4 separate regions of the Mus musculus genome follow, and all the other regions are linked to region 3. The links are chromatin contacts, called in public HiChIP or PLAC-seq maps. All regions are on one chromosome and are shown on one strand. Each heading gives the region's core, a stretch centred on a gene start, on an enhancer-like site or on the middle of the called end of the contact. The rest is flanking DNA. Distances are from core to core; before and after follow the strand shown.

Region 1 (3,074 bases), core at 570-3,069, 660 kb after region 3:
TGTCACTGAGAAACAAAACACACACACACACACACACACACACACACACACAGAGCAGCCGCCCTCTGCTGGCCTGTTCACCACACCCCAATCTAATCCATAGCAGGAACGAGGAAACCCAGTCCCCTCCTCTGTCCCTGATCAGCTTGGTCATAGAGGATCAGTAGCAGAGGAAGAAGAACCGAATATGATTAGAGGCACGCTTACACACAAGCCTAGGGGGTCGGCACACCGATAGCGTGGGCTCCCACAATTAAAGGAATGAATGTACTCTGGCCAGAGGGTTGTTGTGATATAATGCACAGACCTTTGGAACACACAGGGACACAGAGACATGAGCAAGCCAAGGCACAAAATATACAGGGGAAGCCTCTACATACAAGGCATGATTACCAAGTTGCACGGGGCACACACCAAGCCTCAGAACACACAGACAGCCATGAAGTATATGCAAGTCACACGTGAAAAAGGACACATTCACAGGGGAAGTCCCACTATGACAAATAATACACAAAGAGACAAGATACACACTATACTCACAAGTCCAGACACAGATACTACAGCAACAGAAGCCAGACTCCTCCGAGGGCCCAGGGTAGCGGCCAAAGGAAAAAGGGATCTCCCCCACTCAGTCTAAGTCCTCCAGGTTTGAGTGGGGTGCTGAGTGAGGCTCCCTTCTCTCCCCTCCCCTGTATAAGAGAGTTGGGGAAGTGGGAGCAGTTGTGATGGTGCTCCCTCTCCACTGCCAGCCGGCAGGGCAGAGCACTCCCGTCACTGCTGTCCTCATCACCTTACTGGGCCCCCAGAGGGGGTGGCGTCTCTCCAGTGGGACAGAGACTGACAGCACCAGGCAGAGACCACCCGGAGAAGGGACACGGGGGATCAGAGAGGACAGGGGAATGGTGGAGGCTGGAGCCACGCCCAGCTCAGAGACAGATGGAAAGCCAAGAAAGACACCGAGACTGAAAGAAGAGATAGGGCAAGGAGGCGGCGCCGTGAGAGTCCGCCCGCCTGGGACCCAAGCACTGGAGGCTAGGGAGACAGGCGGCCCGCCCTCCGCCCGGTGGTGAAAAGGACCGGAGACTGGACTGGCAGGGGCAGGCGAGCGTGGGCTGGGGGTGCGGCTCTGGGAGGACTGGGTCGAGGGGACGGCGGATCTGGTGGGGGTGGGGAGACGGAGTACACGGACGGCGAGGGGCAAACAGACCTGGCCTGGGAGCAGAGGACCAGGCAAGAGGGGGTGGGGACCGACGAATGTGCAGAGTCCCCTGAGAGATTTGAGAAGATCGGACGGTCCCTCGGCGGGGATAAAGACACACAGGGGTGGAGTAGGGGGTTAAAGATGCTGGGAGTAGTCGGGCCTGGGCTCCAGCCGTCGAAGAGAGGGTCAGACCGACCAGGGTATGGAGGCACCGGCGGGTCTCCGTGCTCGGCGGGACTTTGGCTGCTCCTGGCTCAGTTTCTCAGTTTCAGAACCAGGAGCCAGAGAAGAAAGCGGGGAATGGAGACTACGGGCGAGGAAAAGGGGGAGAAAGGCCGCTGCGCCCTCGAGTTAACTCGGACCCCGCGCCCGGGCCCAGCTCTCACTCACCTCCCGACGCAGGGCCAGGCGCCAGGGGTCCCGGCGAGCCGGGGTCCGTCTCGTGGCGCGGCTCTCCCGGATGCGCGTGGACGGGGAGGTAGGCACAAGTCTGATCCGGACGGGTCCGGAGGCCAGTGGGGACCTCCCGGGTCCCGGCTCGAAGGGTAGATGTCCACGGGCCGCTCGCGGGATCCCCGCGGCCGCCGCCTCCTGCTCTGGCGCCGCGGCACACGGAAGTGCAAAGGGGAGGGGCTGCGCGACCTCACCCAGGTGCCGGCCCCGGTCCCGCCCCCACTCAGGACCCGCCCCACGGGCGCCCGCCCCTTCGAAGCTCCGCCCACGTGAGCTGGGGGTCCAGCGCGTCTCAGCCTCTTTGAGTTGCAAGTCCTTGGGTCCCCAGATCTGTTAGCCGTCTCTGGCTCTTGTGGCGCCTCGCCTGCCAGTGGCACGCAGGCCATCCCATCTCAGGGGACTAATTTATAGAGGAGGACTCCGAGGCCAAGTTGGGGGGTGGGGTTGAGCACTGCACACACAATGGAGCCCAGGAGGCACCGACGGGGCTTCCCCAACTACTTGCGCCCACACCCGGGACTCCCCACTGGCCAGCTGGCCCGCCTTGCCTGGCCTCATTCCTCTTCCTGCTGGCTTGAGCAGAGCCACGCCGCCAGGCCTGCCGGTTCCAGTCCTGCCCGAGAGAAGGAGCTGGGAGGTCTCCAGGGCGAGAGGTTCTAGCCAGTTTGTCTCAGCACTGCTCCTCAGACAATTGTGGGAATTGCCTCTGCCCCCATCTCACTGTCTTTCCTGAGCCCACGGTTCAGAGCTCCCCTTGCTCAGTCAAGCTCATAAGAGGGATTTGATTGTCAGCTGTAACTCATTCACTCATTAAGGGTCCCCTGGGCCCAAAGTCTGAGCACCAAATGGGAGCCAGGGACTCCATTTTTCTGTCCCCAAAGCCCAGAACACTAAGCTGTTACATTATACTTACCCAAAGAAATGACTTCCTGGGCTGGGCAGATGATCGTTTTTTCTAGCACGCAGAGAGCGCTGTGTTTGACCCCCACCACAGAGTAAACCACAGATGGAGGCTCAGAATAATACTCCAGTGCTCAGGGGGAGAAAGCAGGAGAATAGAGTGTGGACGCCAGCCTGTTCATGAGAGACCTTGTCTCAACAAAACCAAACAAACGAGAACTCTTCCTGGGAGGATACAAGAGGGTTCTAATAGCCCAAGATACCTAAGTTCCTTCTGGAAAACTACCTAGAAGGAATAGAAGTCTAGACAGCTCTTTGCCGACTGAGATCAAGAGAAGTGCTGCTGCAGGGGCTGGTGAGATGGCTCAGTGGGTAAGAGCACCCGACTGCTCTTCCGAAGGTCAGGAGTTCAAATCCCAGCAACCACATGGTGGCTCACAACCATCCTTAACGAGATCTGACTCCCTCTTCTGGAGTGTCTGAGGACAGCTACAGTGTACTTACATATAATAAATAAAAA
Region 2 (3,452 bases), core at 699-3,198, 530 kb before region 3:
GCAAATGAAGACTGGGCAACTTCTACTACCAGGGTCTCCATGAAGGCTGCAAGCACAGGCTAGCCAGCATCAGCGCAGGTCTACAGCAAATACAAGGGAAGCTGGTTTGGAGCCTAACTAGAGGGTAGGCCTGCGCATAACCAAGGGACCTGGAATACTCAGTTCACCTCCAGAAGCCAAATCCTGTCTAGAACTAAGCCAGCTTCTGGCTGTGTTGTGCTGGGAGGTTTAATCAAAGACAATTACTTTTAAATGTCAAACGTCAGCTCTGACAACAAAGAATCGTTAATCACTAATGCTGAAAAATCCACTGGGATGCTTTGGTTTTAACTCTACTTCTATTACCTGGATTCACTTACTGTAATGTGTGTGGGGTGTGTGTGTGTGGGGTGTGTGTGTGTGTGTGTGTGTGCAAGCATATTAAGGAAGTGCACTAGCCAGTCCTCTCCTCCCACCATGTGGGACCTAACTCCGGCTTTGCAGCAAGTGCCGGAGCCACTAGACCTTCTTTTGTCAACCCCATAGCTGCAGAGAACTTGGAATGACCACTCCTGACCGAGGCCAATACTTACAACCCTTCCATTCAAAGGGAGATAAAGTATTGGTAATTTTCCTGAACATTTCAGTGTGCAGTCCCACACACTGAGAGAGAGACAGACACACACAGAGAGACAGAGAAACAGAGATAGAGACAGAGACAGAGAAACAGAGATAGAGACAGACAGAGACAGAGACAGAGACAGAGACAGAGACAGAGACAGAGACAGAGACAGAGACAGACAGAGGAGAAGCCCGTTGTATCAGGGTAAATCTACAGAGAAGAATCAGTGTCAACAGAGATACCCAGTGAATGGTCACAAACTTGCATATTTAAGTTCACGGCAAAATTTGCTTGGGGCTTGAAAATCTTTTCATATTTCCTGACAAATGACACAGGAAGTTGTTGTACAGCTGTAAGACATTTTGTATTAAATACGGTTAATTCATACTGTAGAGAAAGGAGGAGGAGCTTTGTATTTTCCTACTTCCATGTGACCCCACCCCCCCCTCAAGTCTCAACCCTCAGAACTGTCAAGTAGACACTTAGGGGACATCCATTGCCTGATTTTCTAAACAGAATGACAGGACATTCATAATCAGGAGTCTTGGGCCTTATCTTTCCAACAACTGCAGAATCTAACCTTCCCCTGCTTACACTATCTTTATTTCATGGCTGCTGCCTTTTCTGCAATATAATGGAATCCACCAATGACTACTTGACAATTATCTCAAAGGAGTGCTACAGAAATATCCAGGTGCACTGTGTAAGATAACTATTTCCCATCTAAGGGGGTTCATACTGCAAGGTGCCAAGATAATGGGGACTGGGACTCTGCAAACTGCCATTTGATACCCAGTTGGTGACAGGACACTGATATGGTTAGAAGCCCCAGGACACCCCAAGTCTCCTTTCTGTTAAATAAATCTCAGAGCAGCAGAGAAGCCTGGAACATCTCTCACAGATGCACTCCCTTGTTGGAATCTCCCCCATAAAGGCAAGCTCTAGAGCATATACCAGGTCTAGCACAGAGACCCTGCCTCCAGAAGGTCCCTGCTCTCCCAGCCAATCAGGTGATGTGATTTCTGAGAACCAAGAGTCATAAGAAAAATAAAGGAAACCGCTTGCCGCTGTAATATTTACAAGAGAACTTTCCATGGGTCTCAAGCTTGGCTGGAAATTAGTTTTAGGACTTTTTTTTTTTTAACTTGATTAAAGCTAACCTTACTCCCTTTTAACATTCCTTTTAAAATCTGAGGGACCCATCCCATATTAGCCATGCTCTAGGGGAAAAAATGTAGCTCATTAGGGGTGGAAATCTGTAACAGCTGCCAGTCTTTGTGCTTTTGTTGTCCTTGTCTGGCCCAGAATTTATTCTGTATATGAAAGAAGACCTGCCCCACAAACCCACATGGAACCGCCCCTCCTACCAGGAGAGCTTTCCGCTAGTCTGCTTCTAAGTGAGGATGGCTGGGACCTTAACAGGCATCTGATCCCCACTGTTGGGGGCAAATCCTCAAAACTCAAATGCTAAGGATAGATATTTCCTTTCCCAAAGTAAACGGGGCATAAATCTGCGAGAGGAAAATCAACTGTACCAGATGAAGGAAATCTAAAGGAACTGCAGAAGTTTTGTGAAGACATGCTGACCAAATGCGTCAAGGAAACAAAGCCCAAGGAGGTTCACCCTGAAAAAAAAAATCAAGGAATGGAGCAACAAAGAGATGGATGGTTTAAATAAGACGGACTTTTTTTATCTTCCTCCTTCTAATTATTTATGTTTACAAATTCACAGAGGTAGAAAGATCTTGGAAGGGAGAAATAATGTCCATTTGAATAACACAAGAGAATGTCAAACGTGAGGAGGTAAAGGGAAGAAGTATGTGGAAGTAGCCTAACCTTTTTAAGCACATAAAAAGAAAAAGGAAAAAGAAAAAGGGGGTGGAAAAAAAAAAAAAAAAAAAAAAAAAAAGTCTCGACTGCATTGGTGTGAATCATCAGCGCCATCTAGTGGATCTCGGGAGTATGGTGCCAGGCCGCAGCTTAAATTCAAATTAGATCTCAGACCTCAGTGTCTCACCCTATCTTAACATTTTATTGCTTGCAGAAGAAAACTAGGTGACCTCCATTTAGTTTAATTTAATAAGTCTGCTCGAGTTTAGTCTGAAGATACGGATATGAAAGAATCCGTTAAGTTGCTTAGTCAACCTGGCAAAGATCACCCTCACCAGGGACCTGGGAATGCAGAAGTGTTGTCTGCGCTGAGACCTGGGTTGTATAAAGCTGCATTGTTGCTTGGATTGATTTAATTCCAGTGTAAGAAGAAAGGGCTGCACGGTAAACAAACACTGAGGTAGTAATTACGTGACCATGGCCAATGCCACTCCAGTCCTGTCAGGCTCATTATACCTCCGACATTTTTCAAAACGACTTGACATTTTTTCTGCATGACATGTTTTGGGCTGGATACAGTAAAAACAGCTGGTTGCCTCCTGCTGCCTGGACCATCCAGCACTGGGGAAGTGAAGAACTCTTAGCCTGGCTACAGGGGCTCTGTGGACCTGCAGGAGATGCTGTGGGGGTCACAGTGCCATACAGGAGGCCAGAGCACACGGGAGGGTGGGAGGGTGGTCAGGGATTTTGTATTCTTCCACTGTTGAGAACTGAAGGCACATATCCACTACACCCGCTCTTTGTGCCTCTGAGACTTATGGAATAACTGATTCCCCCACCCACCCCCACCCCCACCCCCATCCCAGGCCCAGGTAAGTAACCTGGAGTCTTGTCTAGAGGCTGAACTTCCTGGTGGCAAGGGGACACATCCCAAATTCCTGACTCTACATACAAACAGGGTTGCCAGACTCAGCAAATAAAGGTGTAGGATGCATAATAAATATAACTTTTTTAAGACCGA
Region 3 (3,230 bases), core at 312-2,811:
TATATCAGTGGATACTGAAAAGGACCTAGTTTGTAAGAGCAATGGGAGATCACTACATTTTAGTGTCTAAAGGGTTTTAAGCAAAACAAAGTTTTGTTTTGTTTTTTTTAAATAAATCATTCTTGTTGCAGTCTGACAAAAGTATAACCAGGGATTTCAGTTAGAAGGAAAAGAGAGCACAGAGAGTGAGAGGCAACGTCATGGTTTAAGCCCAGGTCTAGAAAGGCCCTTGAGAAAAATCACGGACCCAGGTTGGGAAGAGAGCTCGGTGGGTAAAGTGACTGCTACACAGACATGAGGGCCTGGATTTTAGAATCCCCAGCAGTCATGTAAAAGCCAACAGTGGTTGCACACAACTCAGACCTATCCTGGAGGATGAGACAGGCAGATGGCCAGAGCTCCCTAGCCAGTCCAATAAGGTGGAAAACACCCAACTCTCCCTTTCTGTACTGACTGCACACCTCATTCCTCCCTTCCCCTCTCCTCACCCCCACTCCCCGCACCACAAAGGAAACACAACAGGGGCAGCAAGGAATTTTCTTCAAACTTACTGGATGCCCAAGACCTGCCTTCTAACGCATATGTCACGTCTACAATGCTGACAAGCAGAGGAAATTGTCATTCTGAAGTTCATTTGATTTTCCCTAGTTGTGTCTCTACAGCTATTAAAAATGCCACTTCTTAGCTGGGTGTTGGTTACACCTTTAGTCCCAGCACTTGGGAGGCAAGAGACAGGTGGATCTCTGAGTTCAAGAACAGCCTGCTCTACAGAGCTAGTTACAGGGCAGCCAGGGCTACACAGAAAAACAGTCTCGAAAAATAACAAATTCCACTTCTTGAACTTATACAGATCCACCTGCCTATGCCACATGAGTACTGGTATAGGCCTGGTCTACAAAGTGAGTTCAAGGGCAGCCTGGGATACACAGATCCCAAATCAAAAACAAACAAAAACAAGACAAAAGACAAAAACAAAAACCAGCTGGGTGTGGTGAGGCTTGTCTTTCATCCCTGCGCTACGGAGGCAGAGGCAGGCAGATCTTTGCGTTTAGGGCCAGCCTCGTCTACAATGTGAGCTCAGAGCCAGGAATACAGTGTGAGTCCTGTTTCAAAAAAGCAAAACAAATAAACTGAGAGCAGAAATAACCGGCTTAAAGGGAATACGGTCCAGAGGGACTTAAAAGTGAGTTCAGCAAAACCTGATGGTTAAAGCTCTTCATGTCCCAGACACCGCCTCAGAGCCTCTCCCTGCCACTCCAAAAGACAGCAACACATCTGGAAAGCTGAGGAACGTTCCGCCCTCCAAGCCCTTCGAGCCACCTCGGACCCGAACCCTGCGCGTGTCTGCCAACTAGCAAGCAACTTCCGGTCGGCAGTGCTGTGGCCTCAAAGACTCTCGGTCAAACCGGAACCAAGTGAGGGGGGTGGGGAAAAGGACCCTCAAACAATGTTTCTCCTAGACGTCATATCCGGTCTCCTGACTCAGGCAGTATCCACGCCAGCGGAAGTTACTTGTGTGACTGGGCGGAACCTCTAGTCAGGAGTGGTCTCCCAGCAGCCAATGGGCTCGACCCACCTCTAGCCTGACTTGGGTCTGTCAGTGGCCTGTGACGTACAGGGCGGGGCGGGAGGCTAGGTACGGCGACAACAGGGGCGTCCGGTCTTCTCTGTCGCTAGGAAGCAGGCAACCGGAGGGAAGATGGTTTACATCTCGAATGGTGAGTGAGAGCCTTACCCTGGGCCGCTTCTGTCCTGACTCGCCGGGTCCTGAGCTTGGGGCGGCCTCCCCCACACCAGTGGCCGGAAGGAGTGGGAAGCGGAGGCGGTGGGAGCCGAGGCGCAGCCCAGAAGGTCCCCGGGTGCCGCTGGGGGACCCTGAAGCCTCCTGGTACAGCCAATTTTCCGATTGTGGGTTTGCGATAGTGATCCCGGGCGCGGGTGTCCTTAACCCGGGAATGACAGAGACGCTAACCCGGTCCGGATACAACGCGCTTTTGTTTGGGCCGCTAGAGCCGCGTTCTTTGCCTAGCATCTCTTTCATCCTTGTAACTGTTCTATTCAGATGGTGTATTTCTATCCCTGTTTTTCGGATGCAGACTGAGACATAGATTGACTAGCTCGCTAAAGATCACAAAGGCAATATGAAATTTAGGTTAAATTGAACTCAGGTTGGCTCCAGTATTACCTACCATACTGCCTCTATAATGCGTACAATAATGATGGCGATGGTGGTGATGCAGGACTAGCAAGAATATGAAAAAAATAAATAAAATCTGGAGACAGGGTCTCACTTTGTAGTTTTATCTGCCCTGTAACTCACTGTGTACGCTAAGGTGGCCACTAACTCCCAAAGATCCTCCTGCCTCTGACTCCGGAGTAGTGGGATTAAATTAAAGGCAAGCACCACCACGCCAGGCAATACAAAAGTTGTGACAGATTTTTCTCCCCTAAAAGTGTAGCTAGTCCTAAGCCCAAGACTTTACCCAGTTTGAAAGAACTTGGGAAGCAAGTCTCCAATTACTGGAAAAGAAAAAAATACAGCCTGAGAAGGTCGTATCAGTGCCAGAACCATCTGCCCACCTGTGTGACTTAGGTGAGACTCCTTGGCGCATTTCTACAAGACTCTCTTGGGGCCCTGGAAATAGGTGTGGTTGTATCAGATTCATCTCTGTATCTCTAGAGAGTAGGGCGATTAGCAGAAGTCTTAGGGCTGAGAGCACTTTGAATTTCTCGGCTTTTTTCAGGATTTCACCTCCTGATTACAAAGCTTTGGGATAGGTGGTGTGATGGGCACTACAGGAAGCATCATCATTCCATCTTCAGTTTCGAGCGCTCGCAGATTCTGTTATTTGCAATTTAGGTCACTAGCTCATACAGCTATGCACTCAAAAGTGATCAGTGTTCTTCTGCTGCATCCATCTCGCCACTAAAATGTCATGTGCATTTTACCAGTGAGAAGGAGATGGCAAAGAGATGCCTAGAATGAGTTCGCCTCCGAGAATTACATACTGAAAGTAGACATCTATCGAAGGAGTGAACGCTAGATCCCAGAGTTTGACTGCACTCACAGTGGACCTCTGATGTTGACTGGCTTGAAGAAGCCAACAAGTCAAAAGCTGAGCTCATTGGTGTTGCTCCGCTGATTAAAGGCAGCGCCGAGTTGTGGACTTGTGGCACTTACCTCAGTTTCTTTCTTTAATTCTGTAGGTCAGGTGTTGGACAGCAGGAAT
Region 4 (3,253 bases), core at 375-2,874, 550 kb after region 3:
TAAAACAGAAGCAGACAGAAAAATATTTTGTAATTTTACCGTCGGGCCACATCTGTATGAAACACAAGTGAATTTCTGGTTTAGATCTGGGATCCACTCTAAGATATCTCAGAGAGAGAGAGAAAGAGAGAGTGTGTGCGCGTGCGTGCGTGCGTGCATGTGCGTGTTTTCTAAAATGTATGTTTTAAATATATTCTATAATATATTTCTAAAACCCTAGGAAACCCTCACATTTTAAATGCTTCTAGTCTCATGTATTTCAGGTCTGGGATACTCAGTATGAACTGCTCTATCAACTAATACAACTTAGCAGGAAGGACAAACCTGGGCTGGGATGCTGCTTGTCCGGCATGCATGGGTTCCAACCTTCTAAAGGAGAGTGGGAAGGAAACAAACTGGATATATACAGCAACTTTAACAAGTCTCTGGCACTTATGCTAAATGAGAAAGACTCAAAAGACTACATATTGTGATTCTATTTGCTTAGCATTCACATTCTTGATTTGAGCTGGGCGTGGTGGTACACAACTTTAAGAACTCAGAGGCAGATCTCTTCGAGCTGGGGTCACCTGGTCTATACATCGAGTTCCAGGACAGCCAGCGCTTGAGAGACCTTGTCACAAAAAGCCAAAATTCAGCTGGGCGTGTTGACACACGCCTTTAATCCCAGCACTTGGGAGGCAGAGGCAGGTGGATTTCTGAGTTTGAGGCCAGCTTGGTCTATAGAGTGAGTTCCAGGACAGCCAGGGCTACACAGAGAAACCCTGACTTGGGGAAAAAAAAATAATAATAAAGTAACAAAATACAACAAAAAGGAAAAAGGGAGAAATGAAAAAGATGGTGGTAGGAGAAGAGGGCATGCGTCTTTATTAGCATGGAATATACATGTTAACAAGGTTGTTATATTACAATCGTGTATATACATATACCAGTAAGTCTCCCTTACCTCTCCACCCTTGTTTTTCATTTGTTATGAGACAGTGTCTCATATAATAACCCAGGCTGGCCTCAAACTCCCTGTATAATCTAGGGTCAACCTTGAACTTCTCATCATCCTCTCCCCACCTCCCAAGAGCTGGGATTACAGACATATACCACCATGCCCAGCTCAACAAATTTGTTTGCTTTAGCAGAGTGTGGGAAGTGTGCACACGTGCATGCAGGTACTCTCACACACGTGTGCATGTGGCAGGCAGGACTCCTCAAGTGCCATTCCTTACACTCTGTCTACCATTTTCTCTTATCTCATTTTTAAGCAGAGTTTGTCGTTAGCCTGCAGCTTGCATGGCTGGCTAGTCTGGCCAGTAAGTCCCCGTTATCAGTCCATCCTTACCAACCCAGTGCTGGAATTACAAGTATGCAAATGAGTAGAAGAACCACTTGTATGAAGACTATGAAGGCTATGTTGCAAGACTGTCTCAAAAACACAAAATAAAATAAAATTGCAACTTTTTTCAGCTAAAGCCAAGGAATTACAAAGCATTGTAATTATTATGATATGTAATGATATATTATGAAAAGGCTGTGTAATTGTCTAAAACTATTGCAAATCCCTAATCCGCCCTTACACAGAGAGTTGCTCTATTTATTTAGTGATGCTGCCATCTAGTGCTGAGTGGCAAGCAGATCATGCTGCCAGGCCTCAGTATTAAAGTCCATTTCCTGGGGCCACAGAGATGGTGCAACAGTACTGTGCTTGTGGAGAGAGCATATGGCGGGCTTTGGATCCCTAGCAGCACATAAGAAGCCGGGCTTGCTGGCATTCGGGCTTGCTGGCTTCGTGTTGTAGTCCAGCACTGGGAAGGCAGATCGCTGAGTAGACGCGTTCTGGTTCATTGAGAGACCTTGTCTCTTCACGGTGAAGAGTGAGGAATACATCTGACATTGACGCCTGGCCTCCACATACATGCACACATGTGTACATCCACATGAACTTGTATGTATACCACAAATACAACTCACGCAGAAATAGACTTCACTTTGATAATTCACCATTAAGTTCTCTTGGTTCTCTTTCCCCAGTGTGTTTCCTTCTGTTTTTATTGAATTGAATTGTTCCTACTCTCTAAAATAGAAGTATGGCTTCTTACCCGGAATTTCTTTTTTTTTTTCTTTTTCCACGTTTCTTTTTTATTATTATTGTTGTTGTTGTTATTATTATTAGGTATTTTCTTCATTTACATTTCAAATGCTATCCCAAAAGTCCCCCATACCCTCCCCCCTTACCCGGAATTTCTGCAAAATAACCGTAGCACCTTTAGTTTTCAAAATAAATCTATGTAAACAAATGTTGACATGTATGTGGAACGGTACGTTGCTTACGACTCACATCAATTGCACTGATGAATGTACTGCGCTCTAGTACTTTGCTTTGGTTTTCTTTGTCTACATTGGGCTGGGTTGGATTGGTTCTCGAGGATGGTCTCATCTAATAGAGTACGGAGCTCAGTATGGAGCTGAAGGTGACTCTGAACCTCTGAGCCTCTGTCTCCGTCTCCTGAGTCTACTATTACAGTGTGCTCTACTCACAGCTTAGGGGGGTTGAGATTATTTTGTTTTGTTTTTATTTTCTGGGGGCGGGTGAGGAGGGAGGTAGGATATTGGTCGGTTGGTTGTCTAGTTTGGAAACATGCTTTGTTGCCTTGGATTACCTTATATTCAGACTAGTCCTCCTGCCTCAGCCTCCCCATCCTGGGATTATAGGGATGAACTACCACATGCACGTTTTAGTTCATTTTTTGTCACAGAATCTCTAGCCGTCTTGTTTCAGCATAAAGAATAGGTTTGGTTTTTGGCTTTTGGTTTTTTTTTAAACTACTGGGCATTCAGTAATCAGGAAGCTGAACCAGAATTGTTGAAGCTTCAAGGCCAGCCTGGCTTCATAGTAGAGCTGTGAAATAATTGTCACAGTTACATTTGTGATTATATTTTTTTATGTTTACAGTTATGTAAATTTTCCAGTTAGTACTTGAGAATAGTGGGATCTGGAGAATGTAAGACTATGAGGGAATGAGCCTTGTGAATTGATAGGATACTATTGTTGTTACTCCTGTAATTTATAAAGGGATTTGGATGTAGACTCACTGTAGGAGGATCTCTCTGAGTTTAAGGCCAATCCAGTCTACATAGTTCCAGGACAGCCCAAGCAGTGTGGAAAGACCTTGTCTCATAATACCAAACACACACACACACACACACACACACACACACACACACACGCGCGCGCGCGCGCGCTCCAGGTTCAGAATCTCAC

What was found. HiChIP or PLAC-seq counts read pairs in DNA pulled down with a chosen protein or histone mark.
Region 1: an H3K27ac HiChIP or PLAC-seq map of trophoblast stem cells shows a contact between it and region 3, with 13 read pairs. The contact joins the promoter of Prkcd here to the promoter of Selenok in region 3. A contact is called at or near these places in 1 of 39 promoter capture datasets (pre-B cells), 2 of 484 Hi-C or Micro-C datasets (CD4 T cells and the MNK3 cell line), 5 of 115 datasets of contacts at active chromatin or transcription factors (embryonic stem cells, memory CD8 T cells, pancreatic cancer cells and 2 more) and 2 of 9 other capture datasets (adipose tissue and liver).
Region 2: a contact with region 3 is called in an H3K4me3 HiChIP or PLAC-seq map of embryonic forebrain, with 4 times the contacts expected there. The contact joins the enhancer-like site here to the promoter of Selenok in region 3. A contact is called at or near these places in 5 of 39 promoter capture datasets (the 3T3-L1 cell line, frontonasal cranial neural crest, hippocampal neurons and 2 more), 1 of 484 Hi-C or Micro-C datasets (embryonic fibroblasts), 3 of 115 datasets of contacts at active chromatin or transcription factors (embryonic forebrain, embryonic stem cells and epiblast stem cells) and 1 of 9 other capture datasets (embryonic stem cells).
Region 4: an H3K4me3 HiChIP or PLAC-seq map of forebrain shows a contact between it and region 3, with 7 times the contacts expected there. The contact joins the enhancer-like site here to the promoter of Selenok in region 3. A contact is called at or near these places in 13 of 39 promoter capture datasets (the 3T3-L1 cell line, the C10 cell line, the HPC-7 cell line and 8 more), 11 of 115 datasets of contacts at active chromatin or transcription factors (astrocytes, differentiating embryonic stem cells, double positive thymocytes and 8 more) and 1 of 9 other capture datasets (macrophages).

What each region holds. Positions count from the first base shown.
Region 1 is chr14:30,624,389-30,627,462 of GRCm38.p6, forward strand. Prkcd (protein kinase C, delta) reads right to left here and starts at 1,820. Exons shown (of 18, transcript NM_011103.3): 1 at 1,592-1,820.
Region 2 is chr14:29,440,748-29,444,199 of GRCm38.p6, forward strand. The region is part of intron 4 of Cacna2d3 (calcium channel, voltage-dependent, alpha2/delta subunit 3); the gene reads right to left. Among named protein-coding and RNA genes, the nearest start is that of Cacna2d3, 280 kb to the right of the region's middle. Within about 2 kb of position 1,949, at least 23 of the 459 cell types and tissues checked have an H3K27ac peak or open chromatin away from gene starts, as enhancers often do. A contact at or near this core is called in embryonic forebrain, where this site is marked.
Region 3 is chr14:29,966,819-29,970,048 of GRCm38.p6, forward strand. It overlaps Selenok (selenoprotein K), which reads left to right and starts at 1,562. Exons shown (of 5, transcript NM_019979.2): 1 at 1,562-1,718; 2 at 3,208-3,230. The coding sequence starts at 1,700.
Region 4 is chr14:30,514,862-30,518,114 of GRCm38.p6, forward strand. All of the region lies in intron 6 of Dcp1a (decapping mRNA 1A), which reads left to right. Among named protein-coding and RNA genes, the nearest start is that of Gm35566, 32 kb to the left of the region's middle. Within about 2 kb of position 1,625, at least 6 of the 459 cell types and tissues checked have an H3K27ac peak or open chromatin away from gene starts, as enhancers often do.